Linked DNA regions of Mus musculus: region 1 is linked to region 2. Evidence: chromatin contacts called from public HiChIP or PLAC-seq data. All regions are on one chromosome and are shown on one strand. The core of a region is the stretch at or near the end of the contact, and the rest is flanking DNA. Distances in the headings are between cores, read along the strand shown. Region 1 overlaps Rnf145 (ring finger protein 145). Region 2 has its middle 25 kb from the start of Il12b.

Region 1 (3,635 bases), core at 173-2,672, 120 kb before region 2:
AATAGAACAAGTGTCAGAAAGAACGCAGAACAAAACTTAAAATGTGAAACCACTGGAGACAGAGCTGATGAATCAGAAAGCCAAACAAAAGCACAACTCCCTTCAAAGACTGAGAAACTACAGAGAGGGAGAGAGCTGGCAAGGAGGAGGATGCACGAGTAGGGCGGCTGGATTTCCACAAGGAAGAGCACCCAGCCGGGGAGGAAGGGTCACCAGGAACTTAGAGAGGCTGGGGCAGATGGAGCATGCGGGAGAGGCTGCAGGAGGAGGCTCGTTTTCATCATAATTAGCCCATTTTTGATGATAAGAATGGGAACATTTCCTTTATTAAAATAAAATCAGAAAGTGAAAGCAGAAAAGCAAAGGCTGGGAGGAAGTGCTCGGGCAGCAGAAGCTGTGGTGTGATGCCTCCCTCGGTTTCCCTGGTCAGCAGGATGGAAACTTCCCTCCAATCCCCACCCCTCGCCCAGCTCTGAAGTCCCCGCGTCCAGGCCCCGGCAGGCAGGACTTGCTCTGGCCACATGTCCACATCTCCTCTGAGGGACCATGCCTCAGAAGGCATTTTCCTCTAGGACTAGTGATCCTTGCTGCTGCAAGGGACTCAGTGAAATCCCCTACAGCTCCCTCCGCGAGGCCCCTACCCCAATGGTCACACTGAGTAAATCAGAAGCACTCTAGACTCTGTACTCTGAATTCATGACTCCACAATTAGAAAAAACTCTGGGAGGGTTGAACTTCCAGGAACTCATGGAACATTTAAATGGCTCTGGTTTTTCTTTAAAAGACTGCTTTTGTGTTTGTTAGTTCTCTTTTTGTAGTGCTGGGAATGGAACGCAGAGCCTCATCCTGCTGAGCTGATGGTCCCACTACAGAGCGGCATCTCCAACCCAGAAGCTCATTATTACTGAAACAGCAGAGAGAATTTACTTTAAAAATCAATATGAGCCAGGCATGGTGGCGCACGCCTTTAATCCCAGCACTCGGGAGGCAGAGGCAGGTGGATTTCTGAGTTCAAGGCCAGCCTGGTCTATAAAGTGAGTTCCAGGACAGCCAGGGCTATACAGAGAAACCCTGTCTCGAAAAACAAAAAAAAAAACAAAAAAAAAAAACAAAAACAACAAAAAAAAAACATCAATGTGAGGGAAAAAAAAGCCACCCTTTAATATGGCACAGACATCATTTTCTTTCCTCATCAACTAGTTCTTAGTTAAGATACTGACAGTGAGAACATAACCAGGCCAGCCTGGACCAGAGCAGAGTCTGCCTCAAATGACCAAACAACTCAAACAGGGTACGAGGAAGAAGAAAAGGGTGGGGGAGAAAGAGAACTGGTGAGAAAATGAGACAGTAAAGAGCGGGTAAAGGAAGGAGGAAGAGGAGGAGAAGCAGCACAGCTGAAGGCCCCCCCTCCTCTGCAAAAACAGCCAGCCTACACCGGGCAGAGCAGGAAGAGCTCTGCTGCCTGCTCCTTCCGTCAATCTGCAGCACTGTGGGCAAGTGGGTCAATTCCTGTTTGGCTGAATGAATGACGTCTTTTTGGTGCCCTTTGAACTAGACAAGCCCAACTGGTTTTCTTCCCGGAGACAAATACGTGTGCCTCCAAGACTGCCCTCATCACTAGGGATCCCTCAAGTAGCACCTGAGAAGGCATCAGCACTGGCCAGCTCTGACCCCACCCCACCCCACCCCCGAGATTTGGAAATTCAAGACAAAGTGCTGTGCAGGTTTCAGCCACCTTTCCCAGGCTTCAGGGAGCCCAGCCTTGGCCTTTACAATTCAGAACACGCAGGGAAAACCCTGCAAGAATTTTCACTCCACGTGCAGAAGCTCAACAGTCCATTGCTGGTCCTGGACGTCACATCAGAAGAAAGAGAGGGGCTACAGACAGAATCTACATTTTTCCTCTAGGTGTCTCATTTCAAAAAGTAACAGAAAAAGGTAAAAACAATATATTTTACAAAATCAAGTATACCTTAAATCTTATCAGCACATATTAGAGATGTTTTACTTGCACTAAGTGTACCTGGAGTACCATGTGTGAGAGGGGCATTTCCAGTGCTTGGCAGCCACGTGTGGCTGAGTTCTGGATGACCAGCTTTAGCTGGCCAGCCTAGATCCGTCCCCAGACACACAACCCTCTTAGTGGTGCACCCCTGAGTCTTCTCTGTATAGAGATCTGGGCAGTCCTTTGACCTCTGTTTCCCTCTCTTTAATACTGTCTTCTAAGAGGCTTGGCTTCAGAGTCGGTTCCCTCGCTTCCTGTGTGGGGTCTCTGGCATGGTGGGTGGTTCACTTAGGACTGTATCTATTCAGCACTTTTATTTTTAACATTGTGCTTCAGCCATGTACATGTTTCTGACAACAAGACGCTCACTTCCAGCAGCAGTAAGTAAGCCTGAGACATAGCTAATCACTTTAGCCTTTCAAAGTAATGACTAGCTGTTTAAAAATTAATCTTCTCCGATATTTAAAAACCCCTTAAGAACCACAAGCCTCTATGAACTATTTTTGATATGATGATAAATACAAACAGTAAGAAGCATCTATGGGAACAAGCTGATGACCTGACCCACAGGACGGAAGAAGAACAGCAACTCCTGCAAGCTGCCCTCTGACGGACACACTCATCAAGGCATGAGCACATGACACACGTGTGCACACACTCAATAAGTACAGGAAGAAATGGGGGGAGGGAAAAGAGGGGGAGGAAGGAAAGGAGGGAGGAGGAAGGAAGGGAGGGAGGGAGGGAGGGAGGGAGGAAGAAAAGCAAGCAAGCACGCAAACAAGCTATCAAGCAAGCGTAGGGCGAGGAAGTAAAGGTGGCCAAGGGTGTAGGTTGGCTGGTAGAGTACCTGCCAGTGTAAGGGGCCATGGGGTGTTTTTTTTGTTTTCTATAAAGGCACTCTACCCAGTCTAAGGCCCCAAATTTCATGAATTTCCTACCTATGCTAACCTTTTAATCTCCACCCGACAAGACCTTTGTGTACTGAAAAGGCCTGGCTGCATTACTCTAACTGGATGATGGTGTGAGGACCTGACTCCTGACCCCTGACCTGGACTTCCTTTGTGCTGACTCTTTAAGACAAGTCAACTTCGAAAGACTGAGTCAGACCCCAGGCAATGGAGGAAAGGCAGTCACCACATGCATTGGAATAAATTCCAAGTGACCTTCCTGCCCCCCCCCCCCCCCCCGTGTGCTCACGCCTGCTGGCTAGGGATGGGGCCTGTCCTACCCTTCTTGCAGAAAAAGATGCACGCCTAGCTTCTTCCATTTTCCATTCCTTTTTTTTTTTTTCTTTTTCTTTTTTGGTTTCTTAGAGACAGGGTTTCTCTATGTAGCCCTGGCTCTCCTGGAACTCTCTCTGTAGACCAGGATGGCCTCGAACTCAGAAATCCGCCTGCCTCTGCCTCCCGAGTGCTGGGACTAAAGGCGTGCACCACCACTGCCTGGCGGCCTTCTACTTCCTTCATATGTTTCTTTGTACAACCTGATTTTTCTTTGTTTCTAACATAAGCAAGAACAAATCCCTGAGTTCAATCCCTAGCATTGCATAAAACCCCTGCTTTCAGGAGAGCCAGCAGTTCAAGGTCATCCTTGGCTACTTTGTGAGTTCAAAGCCCACCTGGGTTTTGTA
Region 2 (3,389 bases), core at 609-3,108:
ACCATACAGGACCAAAGTTTCTCTTCCAGGAGTTCCCACATCCATATCTTGGGGGTTTCTTTTCTTTTCTTTCTTTCTTTCTCTCTTTCTTTCTTTCTCTCTTTCTTTCTTTCTCTCTCTCTCTCTCTTTCTTTCTTTCTTTCTTTCTTTCTTTCTTTCTTTCTTTCTTCAATTTTTAAACTTTATTTATTTATTTATTTATTTATTTATTTATTTATTTATGTGAGTACACTGTCACTCTCTTCATGCATACCAGAAGAGGGCATCCGATCCCATTATGGATGATTGTGAGCCACCATGTGGTTGCCAGGAATTGAACTTAGGACCTCTGGAAGAGCAGTCAGTACTCTAAACTGCTGAGCCATCTCTCCAGCCCCATCTCTGGGTTTCATGTTCCTCCTCTATGCTCTGGAAGCAGGCACTGCCCACAGTCTTTCCCATTCTCAGCTCCTTTGCCCTCAGTGGGTGGAAAGACCAGATTCTCTTTTTGTTTAAGCTCCCATTATAGTTAAAATGTGGCTAGGTGCTATGGGACTCTGGGAAAAATGTCTTTCCTAGTTGAAGGAAAAAACCAAACTAACAAACACACCCAAAGCAATAATAACAGCAGCAGCAGCAACAACAACAACACATACCCTCTTTTAGAAGAGAACTGCCCTTCCAGTTTTGATGCATAACATGGCAGCATGTTGGTTGGCAATGTAGCAGCCATCTTGTAGGAAGAAAAACAAAATATTAAGGCTGATGGAAAAGACCCGAGCTTGCAAATGATGTCATTGAACTGCTGGATTAATTAATTGCTACATCTTCCTCCCAGAATTCCTAGCATTTTTATCCTTCATACCTTTTACTTGGTCAAGTCAATTTTAATACAGGTTCTTTTACTTGCAGTTCAAAGTATCCCAACTTATAACTCCTCACCTATATAAGCACTCACCACACTGTCTTCTGTCCTGTCTAGGGTGGAGGTTCTTAAAAGGCAATCGTTCTGGCTACCGCGTTAATGTGTTTTCTTTTGCACTGCATACAGAGGCAGGCAGAGTAACTATTTGCTAAATGAAAGAAGAAATAGACAACAGAATGAAACTCTTCCTTCTTCAATTTCTCCCAGTACCAACTTTTTTTTTTTTTTATTGTGTATGGATGACTAATGAATCAAGTGAGGGCTATAATCGAGCTCTCTGCTACCAAATCACATGGGCCGACAGGACACTGGGTGCCTGCAGCAGGCACATGACCTAATTAGCACAGGGCTGCTGAAGGCTTGCAGCAGGCAGTGCAGGGCAAGCCCAGCCATGACCTTTCCATGTTGATAAGCCACGCAGGTTACTCATCTTGTTGCTTTGAAAAAGTATCTGACAAAAGTGACTTCTGGACAAAGAACAGTTAATTTTGATTGACAGTCGGAGAGTACAGTCTGTCATGGGATGGAAGTTCCAGTGTCGGGAGGTTTAGGCAGCAGGACACACTGCATTCTGCAGGCAGGAAGCAGAGGGAGATGAACGCTTGCCCTCAGCTTCTTTGCACATTTTGATCCCGTCTGCCATCCCAGTCCATGAGGGTATCATTTACATAGGGTGGGTCTTCCCGACTCAGGAAACCCAATTTAGAAGCCCAGACATGCTCAGGACTTTGGTTCCATGATGATCCAAGGAGACAATGGAGAAAAGCCACCACACAGAGTCCCATGGTTTGCTGGTGTTTTTCCACGGGGTGCAATGGAAGCTACTCTCCAGGTTCTGAACGCCATGATCCAAGGAGACAGACACTATTTTGAGAAGGTAATTAGCACTAGAGCGTGCTTGTAGGAGATAGTAAATTTTAACGTGCTGTCTCACTCTGGCGACAGACTGGTCATATTAATGCCAATCTCCTGGGAATTATGACTCATTACGAGGGCTGGGCAAAGTGGGAGTCCGGAGATCCAAGTTCAAGTTTGAGCACTGACATCAATCAGGCTCTAGTCCTTGGGCAGGGCGGCAGGCTGCCTTCATTTTTCTCCTCTTACAGGGCCAGACATTCTTCAGTTGTGCCCTGCAAAGCTGTGGGAGTGTGGAGAGGCCCAGGGCTCTCTGTGGTGAACAAGACTTGGGGGCCTAGCGTGGGACAATTCTGCTTTTGTCTGCTTCTTCCTATGAGAGGACACAAAGTTTAAAGTTTAGCAACACAGGAAAGAAACTAATACATTCTGCTTGAAAGCAACTAGATCTCGGGTGCAGCAGATGCTCCTTTGTGGTCCCCCTGCTAAATCACTGTGTGCTGGCACGTCACCTAAGATGCCCAGATGAACAGAGAGACCCTGACACAAACCAGCTAGACAACTTCTGGCTGGGAACCTCTAAGGACGTGTGTGTGTATATGTGTGTGTGTGTGTGTGTGACTGGGTGGGTGGGTGGATTTCACCAAGCCACAACCGAAGGAAGAAGAATGCTTTGGAAGGTTCTATGGAACTATTTTACATTGCTTTGGGTACTATGATTTGAGAGCCCTGTCGTGGCCATGAGCCTGTAAGTGGCAGAACATAGCTTTGGATGAGCACATGGTCCAAACCACGAGGAGGAAAGAAGAGAGGGTTTAGGATCTCCTGGGTCTGACCTTAGAAGACCAGCAACCACAGTAGACATTCTTTGTGCTTCCCTCCCCGTCAAAGCCAAGGTCACTGGAGGACACCTGGTGTCCTGGTACTCATGACCCTGTCCTCTCTTATTCTTCAGTTAATGCCTTCTACCAGCACCCGGGGGAGGTTCCATGTGGGCTGGGGTAAAGGGGAGTTTTGAGGTGGTCTATGTGCTTTGTGAGGCAAGATGGGAGTCCAGCGAGCATCTGTGGAGCTCGAAAGCTCATCCTGCCATGGCATCCATCAGTGGAGAAGCCATACCAAGCCACAGAGGGCAGCCAGAGTGCCTGGCTCTGCAGAAGCCAGGCCTGTGTGAAGGTAAATGCTAATGAGCCCCTGCAGCATGCTTCCCGCAGAAGGAGGGTTTTCAGTATGCACTCCTGGTCCCCTCAGCCTTCAGCTGGAATGCTGATTTTCGTTTTGCATTTTATGAGCCCGAAAGAGGGAATTAATTTCCTTGGTATAATACAACCCTCTGGAGAAAGTCTTGTCCAAAGACATTTTCCTCACAAATGCTATCCTGGAAGAAGGGCTGTACTGAATAGAAGGACATGCTTAGGGTCTGATTTAGAGGCAAGGCGAATTGGTAGGTTGATGCTAAATTACTATATTCTGGGAAGATGACAAAGAGAGAGCTCCTCCCAGGAGCTAGAAACCTCTGGAAGGGAAACATTTATGGTGCAAATACCTTTCTCTGAGTTGGCTTGTGTTTTAATTCACTCACTTTAGTGGTGTGTTAAATGCTCTCTTAACAGATTGTAAGATCCCTGAT

The links. HiChIP or PLAC-seq counts read pairs in DNA pulled down with a chosen protein or histone mark.
Region 1: a contact with region 2 is called in an H3K4me3 HiChIP or PLAC-seq map of bone marrow-derived macrophages, with 2.6 times the contacts expected there. The contact joins two enhancer-like sites. A contact is called at or near these places in 1 of 15 datasets of contacts at CTCF or cohesin (pro-B cells), 2 of 484 Hi-C or Micro-C datasets (Th2 cells and nephron progenitors), 2 of 115 datasets of contacts at active chromatin or transcription factors (bone marrow-derived macrophages and large pre-B cells) and 1 of 9 other capture datasets (liver).

Annotation. Positions count from the first base shown.
Region 1 is chr11:44,543,233-44,546,867 of GRCm38.p6, reverse strand. All of the region lies in intron 4 of Rnf145 (ring finger protein 145), which reads right to left. Among named protein-coding and RNA genes, the nearest start is that of Gm51891, 14 kb to the right of the region's middle. Within about 2 kb of position 1,422, at least 125 of the 459 cell types and tissues checked have an H3K27ac peak or open chromatin away from gene starts, as enhancers often do. A contact at or near this core is called in bone marrow-derived macrophages, where this site is marked.
Region 2 is chr11:44,423,745-44,427,133 of GRCm38.p6, reverse strand. No RefSeq gene overlaps it. Among named protein-coding and RNA genes, the nearest start is that of Il12b, 25 kb to the right of the region's middle. Within about 2 kb of position 1,858, at least 12 of the 459 cell types and tissues checked have an H3K27ac peak or open chromatin away from gene starts, as enhancers often do. A contact at or near this core is called in bone marrow-derived macrophages, where this site is marked.